Regions from separate parts of the Gossypium hirsutum genome. Here region 2 is linked to region 1. The links are chromatin contacts, called in public Hi-C maps. All regions are on one chromosome and are shown on one strand. Each heading gives the region's core, a stretch centred on a gene start, on an enhancer-like site or on the middle of the called end of the contact. The rest is flanking DNA. Distances are from core to core; before and after follow the strand shown. Region 1 has its middle 7.4 kb from the start of LOC121206694. Region 2 holds the start of LOC107888835 (protein ESSENTIAL FOR POTEXVIRUS ACCUMULATION 1).

Region 1 (5,587 bases), core at 903-3,402:
GAACATTTTTGTCTTTAATATCTTAAAATAGAAAAGACTATAAATATAATTTCATGTGTCTTTTGGGGAGAGTAGAATTTTGGGGTAGAACATTTTTTTCACTTGTCATTTTTTCTTTAGATTAGGTTTTTTTTTTCTTTTATTTTCGTTAGAATAGATTTTTGTTGTAGATTTTTTCTTTTATTTTCTTTAGAATAGAGTTTTGTTGTAATTTTTTTTCTCCTTCGTCGAGAACTTTGAAGATGGGGATGATCAAGCTTGTGGACTTCATGTGGTCGACATATTGTAATGAACACTTCTTAAATTTTTCCTTTTATATTTGTGCACGCCATGTGTTTGATATGTTCGTTTGATTATTGAGTTTGATCATGTATGCTAATGTTGTTTGTTGGTCAATTAATTAATAGGTTGTTAGAATGGGTTAATGAATATCTTTGACTAATTATTTCTTATTTTATATTGAAATAATTAATACACTAGAATTGATGCATCTAGTGGAAAATTTTAGTAAACGAGACTAAGAGGAGAGTTTATTACTGCATACTTTCATATAATTGTATCTGGTAGTGAGACCAGGAGGAGAACTATTTGTCTAAGAGAGACCGAAAGGAGAGCTTAGCTAGTAATTCGAATTAGGATGAGACCAAAAGGAATTTCTAGTTAAGGGTAACGAGCGATTTAATTGAGATAGGTTATTAGCTTAGTTAGCAATTGACTAATCAATTGACCATCGTCCTATCATTTGCATCTTTCAAAACAACAAGAAGAAAATTAGATTAGTTTGTTTAATTTGTTAATTTAGAATTATCTCAAATATCCCTTTTATTTTGTTGCACTAATAATTCTTGAATCAATTAGATTAGTAATTGCTTAATTCTCTATTAATTTGACCAATACATTTACCAATTCACAATCTTGGCTTTGATCTTCGGATTTTCGTATTTCATTAGAAAATTTTCTATATTATATAACTCGACACTGTTAAAAACCTTCAAATTGTTAAAAATTTTCATTGTTTTTTGCGCAAGCAGCACAACGTTCAGCTCCCTTGAGCCGTGTATTGGTAAATCTAAAACATTCAACGATTACGGAGACAAAATCCATGAAGCTTCACAATGTTCTTGTGCAGTGCTTCTGAAAACATTTTTTCCTCATTCTTGAAACTCCGGTCAAAAGCTGGGACCTCTGCTTCTTTACCATGAAGCTTCTTTAAGCAACAATCTTTCCGCTTGATAATTGTGCTCTATAAACATTATCATAACCGCTGATGCCAGTGCAATATTGGATATCAAAGCCTTTTATCGCTTCAATGATTGTTTCAGATCCAGACTGTGGATTAAGAATGTTATTTTTTGATCTTCATCAAAGGCAGAGTAAAAATCCTGAAGTCAAAAAGGCTAAAAGCAGACAATTGGAAGGACGATTTTTGTGGGTTTCTCCTTGTGTATCACTTCACTGCCTGTTTTTGTATTTGCAATGGGAGGGCAAGGAGAGAAGCCAGGGACAATTCCACATAAATGCTTATTGCCCCAAAATGAGTCGAGTGAAAAAGTATTAGTCTAGGAAATTGGAATGGGATGCAGATCCAACACAATAAAAAACTTTATGTTTCCAATTTCACGAGGAAATTATTTGACTCAAGGTACAAATAGTTGAATGCAAATAAATTAGATAGTGATGAAGGGATCAAATCATTGTGCTTATTTTTACTTAGATTCAATTCAAATAAATTCTTTGGATATCCAATTGTACAAGGAATTGGACCTTGTAGAAGATTTGAATCAAGCTTTAACTCTTGCGAATGAGATAAACATAAGAAAGAACAAGGGTAGAGAAACAAACAAGTGAGGCCATCTTGGAGCTTATAATTCTGTAAGCTTTGGTATAGGTTTGTGATTTCCAGGCTAATCACGTAATCCAATTTAAACTAGTTTATTTTTTTGGTGGTAAAGGTCTTCCTTTCTTTTCGTTTGAGCCCAGTTGTTACGCCTTGCCTTGCCTTGCCATGAGAGGGTACTGACCCACGCCAAAACCATTAATCTCATCATTCTAAATTTCTCCATTAAGAGCATTCCTCGAAACAGCCCCCAAAGGGTGGTGGGCCAATGTGAAGTCAATATGTTACATGTATTATTCACTTTAAAAAGTCAACACGGTTGGATTTTGCAGGCATATATACGATGCACGCACTTCTAACTTTGAGCTCTAGATTATTAAGTAGTGTGAGCTGAATTAGCAATTAACATTAAATATATATTAAAAATGAATATACTTCATTAAACTCAGGAACAACTCAAATGAAGCATTAATCTCATGCCTCAAGCTACTCGAGCTTGATTCCACAACTTAAGTTAGTTTTCGAACTAAAACCAAGTAGATTGTGAGTATAATTTTTTTGTTTATACCATTTTTCTTACAGATATAACTTATCCTTTTAATCAGTTATTGCGATACTTCAAGTAAAACATGATTCGTTTGATTAACATAAGTTTATTTATTTAATCTTTTCCTTTAAAAAATGATAATTAATTAGAACAAAAGCTTCCGAAGACACCAAGTTTAGGCACTTGTACACGTACAAAATTAATATTCAGTTAAACAATATATCAGCTAAGATCAAAATCAAAGGACCAAACAGAAATTGCCAACGCAAAACGCCATATCATCAAAGAGCAAAATCAAAGAACACCACGGAATAATCAGTTAAATTTCTAAATTTTTTCTTCTCTTTTGTCAGTGGAGGATTTGGTGGTGGAAAACCATAGAGTTCAATGCTTCAAAGTTCAATCATAAGATTTTGAAGCGGTTGAAGCTTCTTTGTTTGCCCTTCTTGGCCTTGCATTTGGCCGTAAAAGGTTTGTGTCTTGTAGAATCCAAAGGAATTTCTCACTTCTTTAATTTTCTTTTTTCTCAAAAACAAATTTCGGATCGTAAAATCTGGGATTATACCAATTTTGTTACAACAACTTCAATTTCAAACTGAAGAATTCATTGATCTTTCAGTGGCAGCAATGCTGATCTTATCTTCATATAAGGCAAACAAGTTTATAATTGCTTTATCAGGGTTTATTTGATGAAGCAAGAAACGGGTCTTCAAAACCCAGAAACTAAAAAGACAAACTTCAATGAAATAAAAAAGAAATAAATAAAAAGAAAAAGTTAAAATTTAAAAATAAATTAAAATGTGATGTGGAACAATTTGATGGGTTTAAAGATCTTTTTTAACCGAAAATAATAGCTGTACTAAAAATGGTAATAAATTTAAAGTTGAGATAGATAAATGTGAAAAATGTTATAATTTATTTATTTGTATGAAGTTGGTAAAAGATGTTAGAATGGCAAACTAATATCCGTCATATTGATCTGTTTCACTAACATGTTCATGAGTTTGGAAGTTCATCTTCATACTGATTTGTTCTCTCTTAAAAGTGAGTATTTACGGGCATGGTTATCCAATATGACGTTGACCAATTAGAAGTATAACTAACTCAATCCCAATAATAATAAGGGTAAATTATATTAGTCGACACTCAATTATTAGTAATTTTTTTTATCATTTAATTATGAAAAGTAAAAAATAATTACTTAACTATTAGTAAATTTCTTTTTTGGTTACCCAATTATGAAAAGCTATATATTGGTCACCTAGTTATTCAATTTTGTCTTCTTTGATCACCGGTTGGCTAACATTGGCTGCTTTTAGAATTGGTATAATAGCAACTTTAACCCTCAATATCTATATATTGTGTTAATTTAGTCTTAATTCTTAAAAATCTAACCCTCAACTTTTATCCATTGTATAATTTGTTTTTTTTTCATTTTTACTTTTCTTTTAATTTCAATATTTCACTCCAACGAATTTAATAGGAGAATTTCAATAATATTAACAATTATACCTGAATTTTTAAATAAAAAAATAATAGGATTAAATTTCTAAAATTAAAAATATGGGGAATAAATTCCAATTGTACAAAGAGTATAGAAACTTTGAGAATATATTTACCTTCAAATTTTTACTCTATAATTTAGTCAAAAAAATTAAACAATCACGATTTGCAAAGCATGGATTGATAACCATACTAATTTTATAAATTTATTTGTTATTATTATTATTTTTTGAAATATTTTCAGAAAAATGTTATGTATTTTTTAAATTTCTAGAATTAGGACAAATTTGACATAATTTATAAAGGTGGAGGGTTAAATTTATTATTATGTCAATTAAAGAACAACCGACTAAACAATCTTAAATAGTTGGTGATGTAATTATAGCCTTGTAAAGCTAGATGATTAAAATGAAAATATACGGTGACCAACAATGTCTTTTATCCTTCCAACTTTTATATGTTAAAATTGGATTGGGTTGAATTCCTGTTGAAGTTAATTTTTGGGATTTGGATCAAAACTAGATTATTATTCAAATATTTCCTTAGCAGGCCCAGAAGTTGAATTAGATTCCAACTTCAAGGCATTTGTTCTTAACACAAGAGAACACAGTTACCATTTTCCTTTGGATGCCTATTTAGGGCTAGTTTGGTAATACTTTTTAAAATTGTTTTTGAAAAGTATTATGAAAAAATATTGTAACAATCCTAATTTTGCCCTAGTCGGAAAGTGGTTTCGGGATAACAAAACCGAGTCCCAAAAATAATCAAATGTTATATTATGTGTTTATTTCATGTGAAAGTGCATGTGTAAAAATCCCATGCTTTGATTCTGCCATTTGTGAGTGAAATTACGAAATAGGACTTATGTGAAATTTTTCGAAAATGCTATAGGCTAATATGTAGTGGCCTAATAAATAGTAGTGCAAAATGAGAGGATTTGCATGTCAAACTCCCCATTTTATGTGTAGTGGCCGGCCATGGTGTTAATGGTAGACAACATGTGCAAATTTTTTTAGTGATGTTATGGCATAAGTATGACACAAATAATATATGTTATTTTGTGTCATAAAATGTTTAGTAATAGAATAACAAAAAGGAAGAAAATGAAGGTTTTTGTTCATTCTTGTTCATGAAAGCTGAAAATAGAAGAGAAAGGAGAGGAAAAGAGCTCTTGAATGTTCGGTCACTTGGGGAAGAAAATCCAAGGTAAGTTCATGGTAGTTTGCTTCTATCTTGATGTTCATGAGTTCTTCTTGATTCTACCCTAACTCATGAAGCATATTTTGATTTTTGGTTGTGTTGTGAGCATTCGGTCATGAATTAAAATGAAGGAAATGGTTGTTGTTTCATGTCCTTTTGATGAAAAATGGAAGATAGGTGAAGTTGAGCCAAGCAAATGAGCATGCATGTGCCTTAGATGCTAAGAGAAAAATCGGCTAACATGTTGTGCTTTAAAATGATGAAATGAAGATTATGCTTAAGTAAAATTATAGATATGTGATGATTGATTGGTGATATACATGTTTAAATAATATGAATGCAAGATATGTGTGAAAGAGTGATTTGGTAATAAATCTGTTTGGGACAGCAGCAGTAACGTGATTTTGGAAAATCACCATAAATTGTGGGAGATGAGTTAGAAGCTGAATAAATTATGTAATTAAATCTTAATGAGTCTAGTTTCTTATAAAACAAACCGT
Region 2 (5,587 bases), core at 850-3,349, 100 kb after region 1:
TGAATGAGTAAATTTAGCCTTGGCAGTTTTGGGTTACTACAGTGGTGCAAATTTGAAAATTCACCATAAATTGTGGAAATTGAATTAGGAGCTGAATAAAATATGAGTTTAAAGCCCAATTAGTCTAGTTTCACATAGAAGAAACGATATATGCAAACGGTATGTGCAACGGTATTATGAGATATTTAAATTGTTGTGAGACAGAGTCTGAATGACTTTGTGATCCCCTGTTCCAATTTGAGAAAATCATTAAAAATTGTATAAAAATAATTATGGGTTGTAATTTATATTTTTAAAATCCTTAATGAGTCTGTTCTCTAGAAAGATAGATGAGAGCATTATCAGAATTCTGTACTATGAGAAAAATAATTTTTAGTGAAGAGAGGTCAGAACTATTGGACAGCAAAACAGGGGAAACTTTAATGAATAAACTGTACTAATTGGCTAAACCAAAAATTCTGGAAATTTTATGGGAGAAAGGTATACGAGTCTAGTTTCAAGGAAAATTAACGAAACTTAATTTGGAGTCTCGTAGCTCCAGATATAAATGAATTAGTAACTGTAATTTGGTAAAACAACTTAACCTGAACAAGAGTAAATTGTACGATTATGATGTTTTACCTAAAAAAAAACATGTGGGTAATTGCTTATTAACTTCATATGGACTTACTAAGCGTAAAGCTTACCCCTCCTCTCTACTTCTTCAGTTTTGGCTGGTCGGCTCGGGGTTGGAGATTGTCGGAGGCAAAATCACACTATCAAGCTATCATTTTTGGGAGAATTAATTCAAATATTAGAAATATCAAGTGAGTGGCATGTATAGGAAGTTGGTTTGTGATATGTATTATTATTATGACTTTGACCATACGTATCGGTCTGCATTGAGTCATCGTATATGATCATGAGATGTGGTCTTTATCCATTATGGTTTGTAAGTTTAATTAATCATGCCATGTCCTATGTTTTGATGTGATGATATAGTTAGCTTTGTTTATTATGCATGATTGGTAATACATCAGGTAAGTTAAATACAGGCCAGTCGATCATGAATTAAATGGACATGAGTAATATTACCTTGAATATGGATGTTTAATGGACAAATTGGTAACTACATTATGATGGTATAAGATGAGAATAAGATTTAACATGTCCAGTTCTAGTTAGTGTAAGAATGTATATTATATACAGGATGGTAAGCAAATATGTTTAAAGTGAATGACATGTTATTGCATGATTATGGATGTGTAAGTACTCATTTATGCCACATTATATGTCTTTAATTATGAGTCTATGCATGTGTTCGAAAAGTTTTGAATTAAATGAAATTTTATGGCCCGATTTTTGTCTATGTGTATGGTTAAGTCTGGTAATGCCTCGTACCCTGTTTTGGCCTTGGATATGGGTAAGGGGTGTTACAAGGCAAAAACTTCTAAAAGTAAAAGACTTATTAAACAATGGAAAACAAACATATAAAACTTAAAGACAACAAAAGTCCAAATTGACTTGTAAAATAAAAACAAATTAAAAAGCTGATAAAAAGAGGCACCCACTTTCCAAGATAAACTGTTTGAGGCCAATGGAGTTTCAACGACGACAAACACCGTAATCTATCCATAATAACTTGTAAAGATAATAAATATACCCACAAGCTAGATCTACAAACTGAAAATAGAAAAGATATATGGAGTGAATGGGGAGAATAAATAAAAATTGGTGGGAGAGAAAGAAAGGAGGTAGCCAACTTGGAAGTTGACACTTACCATGCTTGGACAAAACAAAATAGAAAAAGCAAATGACTTGGAGAAAAAATAAATCAAAATTTACATCCAAAGGAATTAAGCGAAAGTAATTCTAAAGATGAATTTAATTTTTTGATAATTATTTAAAAAACAATTTCTCCCGTAAAAAAACTATTGTAAATTAAATATTATGGATTAATTTACATAAAGATAAAAAGTAAGAGCACATTAGTGTGCAAATTAAAATATTAAGAACTTAAAAACACAAAAATTTACAAAAATTAAATAGCAAAATTAAGGGGCTATTTAGGAATTAACCCTCCCTTTATTATAAGCAAAACCCACAAACGGCAGTATACTATCTAAGAGATATTTATATAGTATTTTATTTAATTTTGAAGGTCCTTCTCTATCTCTGTCAAAGCTAAAAAATAACTAAGAGAAAATAGCTATTGTTAACCTAGCGATTCCTCTCTCACGCTCTCTGTGCAAAATCGTTCCTCTCTTCAGACCCTTTTCTCTCATCGACCCATTTGATCTCTCTCTCCCTCTGCCTTTACCTTTTTTTCAGAATCTTAAACGCCGCCGTATCTCCGCCGCGATCTCTGCTTTTTATATTCTCTCGATGGCTGACGGAAAATTAGATCTACCTGATGATCTCCTCTCCTCCAAAACCAGCTTCGACCACTCCTCTCTCAAAGGTATTCTACATTCTCTTTTCCCTTTCCTTTTTACGATCAAATATTTGTCTCATTGTTTCCTCTAATTTTATCTTATTGCATGCTGATTGTATTGCTTTCCATTTCAATTCAATCTCTTCGTTTTCCCCTATTATTCTATTCTTTTTTCTTCCGGAATATTTCATTTTTTGAAATTTACTAGTTTGGTTTAATTTATTAAATCTAGATTTTTCAGATTTCGTTCATGGTTTATTTATTTTTGCCCCTAAGATCTCGTTCGATTTTGTTGAAACCTTCTATTTCTTTTTGCTGTGTTGTTATAAGAGATTATAATTAGAAAAAAAAAGGAAGTGCACAATTGTTTCTATGTGAAATTATATTAAGCTTAAACCTTCGATTTAGATGCACCAGACAATGGATATTACTTTTATGAAAGAAGAAAAGATTACTTTAGTTGCTTATCTTAATTATTGCAAAATATAAACTGCAACGTTGAAGTTGATATGGTACTGTAGTATGTCTTCTTCTTATTATTTCGACAGATTGAATTCAATGAAAGGATCACCTATTTCAATTAGGAAAATTGGCAGTTCGTTCTCAAATAATTTGATACTTTAGGACTCCATAGAGACAGGCTGAGGTTATGATTTCTGCCAAATTAGCCTATGTATTAATGATCTCAGATATTGTTAGTTTTAGGTGAAGCGTGGGATGGGAACTTGGAGGACAAAGGACACGTGGGGTTACTTGAGGGCACCAAAGGTAATGCTATTTGTCGTATGTTGATGTTTTTGCATTTTAAAAGCCTAAGTTCTCTTTTATTGTAAAATCTTACCCTTTTTTTCCCTAGCAGATCAAGCAATTTCAGAGAGCAATATACCTTTGTCTCCACAGTGGCTTTACTCTAAACCATCTGATTCTAAGGTGTTAGCTACTGGAACATCTGGGGTATGGAACTCTATTTTCTTTTGTTAATATGGTACTTAGTTCATTTCCATATGAGGGTTTAATGTGTTGATCTCTAGTTTTATTTAGCTTTATGTAGCAAAAGTTTGGGTAAAAAGTATATCTGATCACGTAAAACTTAGTTAGACTAGCATCTATCACTGAATGCTGATCACAAATTTATATTTGACTTTTACCTTATGACAAATTCTCATTTTGGTTTCTATCCTTTCTGTGGTATAATTTACTACTCTGACAGGATATAAGAGCCACAAATTCGTTGTCCCATAGAACCTCTGGTGATTCCAATCTGAAAGATAGTTGGCGTCTGGATGGGTCTCAAGACAAGAAAGACCGGAGGAAGACTGCAGTTGATCTTGAAAGCAGTCGCCGTTGGCGTGAAGAGGAGAGAGAAACAAGCTTACTTGGCCGAAGGGATCGCAGAAAAGAAGACCGTCGGGCAGATATTTCATCGATGAGGGATGTTTCTGAAAACAAGCTTACTTCTTCAGAGAGATGGAATGATATTAATAGTCGTAGTTCAGGACATGAATCTCGAAGAGACAACAAGTGGTCTTCAAGATGGGGTCCCGAAGACAAAGAAAAGGATTCTCGAACTGAGAAGAGGACAGAAGCTGAGAAGGAAGAAGCCCTTACTGACAAACAAGCTTTTGTAAGTGGGGGACGCATAGCTTCTGACCGTGAGAATGATTCTCATGATAAGTGGAGACCACGACATCGTTTGGAAATTCATGCAGGTGGGGCTGCTTCTCATCACAGTGCTCCAGGTTTTGGTTTAGAGAGGGGACGAGTGGAGGGATCAACTGTGCGGTTTGCAGCAGGACGAGGTAGATCAAATGCTAATGTAAGCCTACAAATTGGGAGGCCAAAATCTGCTTCTGTCATTGGATCTCGTCCTCTGGACAAAAACAAATCATTTAACACATATTGCTACCCTAGAGGAAAACTGCTTGATATTTACCGCAAGCAAAAGACTGCTCCAAATTTTCTCACTGTACCTGATGAGATGGATCATTTATCACCACTAACTCAGAAAGAAACTGTTGAGCCTGTAGCTTTTGTTCCTCCTGATGCAGAGGAAGAGGTATCAAGCTTATAATCTGATTTATGGAATAAAAGTCTACTCATCTTTATCCTTCTATGTGGTTTCATTTAATTTTCTTGCTTGATTCTTGCAGGCTCTCCTTGGAGATATATGGAAGGGAAAAACTACAAGCAGTGGAGTGTCGTACAACACAGCTAGAGACACAAGTAAGGGTCAAATGCTGATTTTTAGTGTGTTGCCCAGTAAATAACTAGATATGATTGAGATTCTTATTTTTTGTTTCTTTTTGGTCCTAACCTGGAACTTATTGATGTGATTCCAGGTGGAGGGAAACAAAGTTCTACACTTAACATGGAGGATAGTGTTGAATCAGGTGAGAATGCTGCTGTAAACAATATTTATCAAGGGAATTATGCTGGGACATATTATGCCTTAGATTCACAGATGATTGTGACCGAGGGTAGGAAACTATCATTTTTAGTTGTTGACTGTCCATTGAGAATATACTCTTGATTTGTTCTGCTTGTCCTTTCAGAAATAAATAGTACAAAAGAAGGTGGGCAGAGACGTGTTTTACCATCTGACACAGGTGTGACCCATGCTTTGATATCAGATAGGGAAATTGATGGCTCCATAAATGATGCTGATGAAATAAAATCTATTGATAAAGGACAAGTCTCTGATTTGAAAATGCAAAAGCTACCTAGGTTGGAGGATAAGGAATCATCCATTCATTTTGGAGAGGGTGGCGAGCTTCCTGAAGACTCAGGTTCTCTATTTGATTTTTCATCACTACAGGCTACCCTAAGCCATAACCAGATAGATATTAAGGGAAATTATGAGGCACATTCACTGGAAAGTGTTATCCCTCCTGAGGATTTGATTTTGTGCTATCTTGATCCTCAAGGGGTAATTCAGGGACCATATCTGGGAATTGACATAATTTCATGGTTTGAGCAAGGTTATTTTGGTACAGACTTGCCTGTTCGATTGGCAGATGCTCAGGATGGATCTCCTTTCCAAGAACTTGGCGATGTCATGCCGCACCTAAGCATGAATTCTGGTTCTGCATCCAGTGGTAGTGCAGTTATGAGAATGCAATTACCTGATTCTTTTGAAGGTAGCTTGGGTGAGACCATATCTACTTCTGCTTCTGC

What was found. A called contact is a pair of places that touch in the nucleus more often than the background predicts.
Region 2: a Hi-C map of leaf shows a contact between it and region 1, with 2.4 times the contacts expected there. The contact joins the promoter of LOC107888835 here to the enhancer-like site in region 1. A contact is called at or near these places in 6 of 34 Hi-C or Micro-C datasets (callus, hypocotyl and leaf).

What each region holds. Positions count from the first base shown.
Region 1 is chrA09:31,375,104-31,380,690 of Gossypium_hirsutum_v2.1, forward strand. No RefSeq gene overlaps it. Among protein-coding and RNA genes, the nearest start is that of LOC121206694, 7.4 kb to the right of the region's middle. Within about 2 kb of position 2,153, at least 3 of the 9 cell types and tissues checked have an H3K27ac peak or open chromatin away from gene starts, as enhancers often do. A contact at or near this core is called in leaf, where this site is marked.
Region 2 is chrA09:31,477,457-31,483,043 of Gossypium_hirsutum_v2.1, forward strand. LOC107888835 (protein ESSENTIAL FOR POTEXVIRUS ACCUMULATION 1) reads left to right here and starts at 2,100. Exons shown (of 11, transcript XM_041077767.1): 1 at 2,100-2,440; 2 at 3,113-3,181; 3 at 3,273-3,367; 4 at 3,624-4,469; 5 at 4,564-4,636; 6 at 4,753-4,890; 7 at 4,966-5,587. The coding sequence starts at 2,365.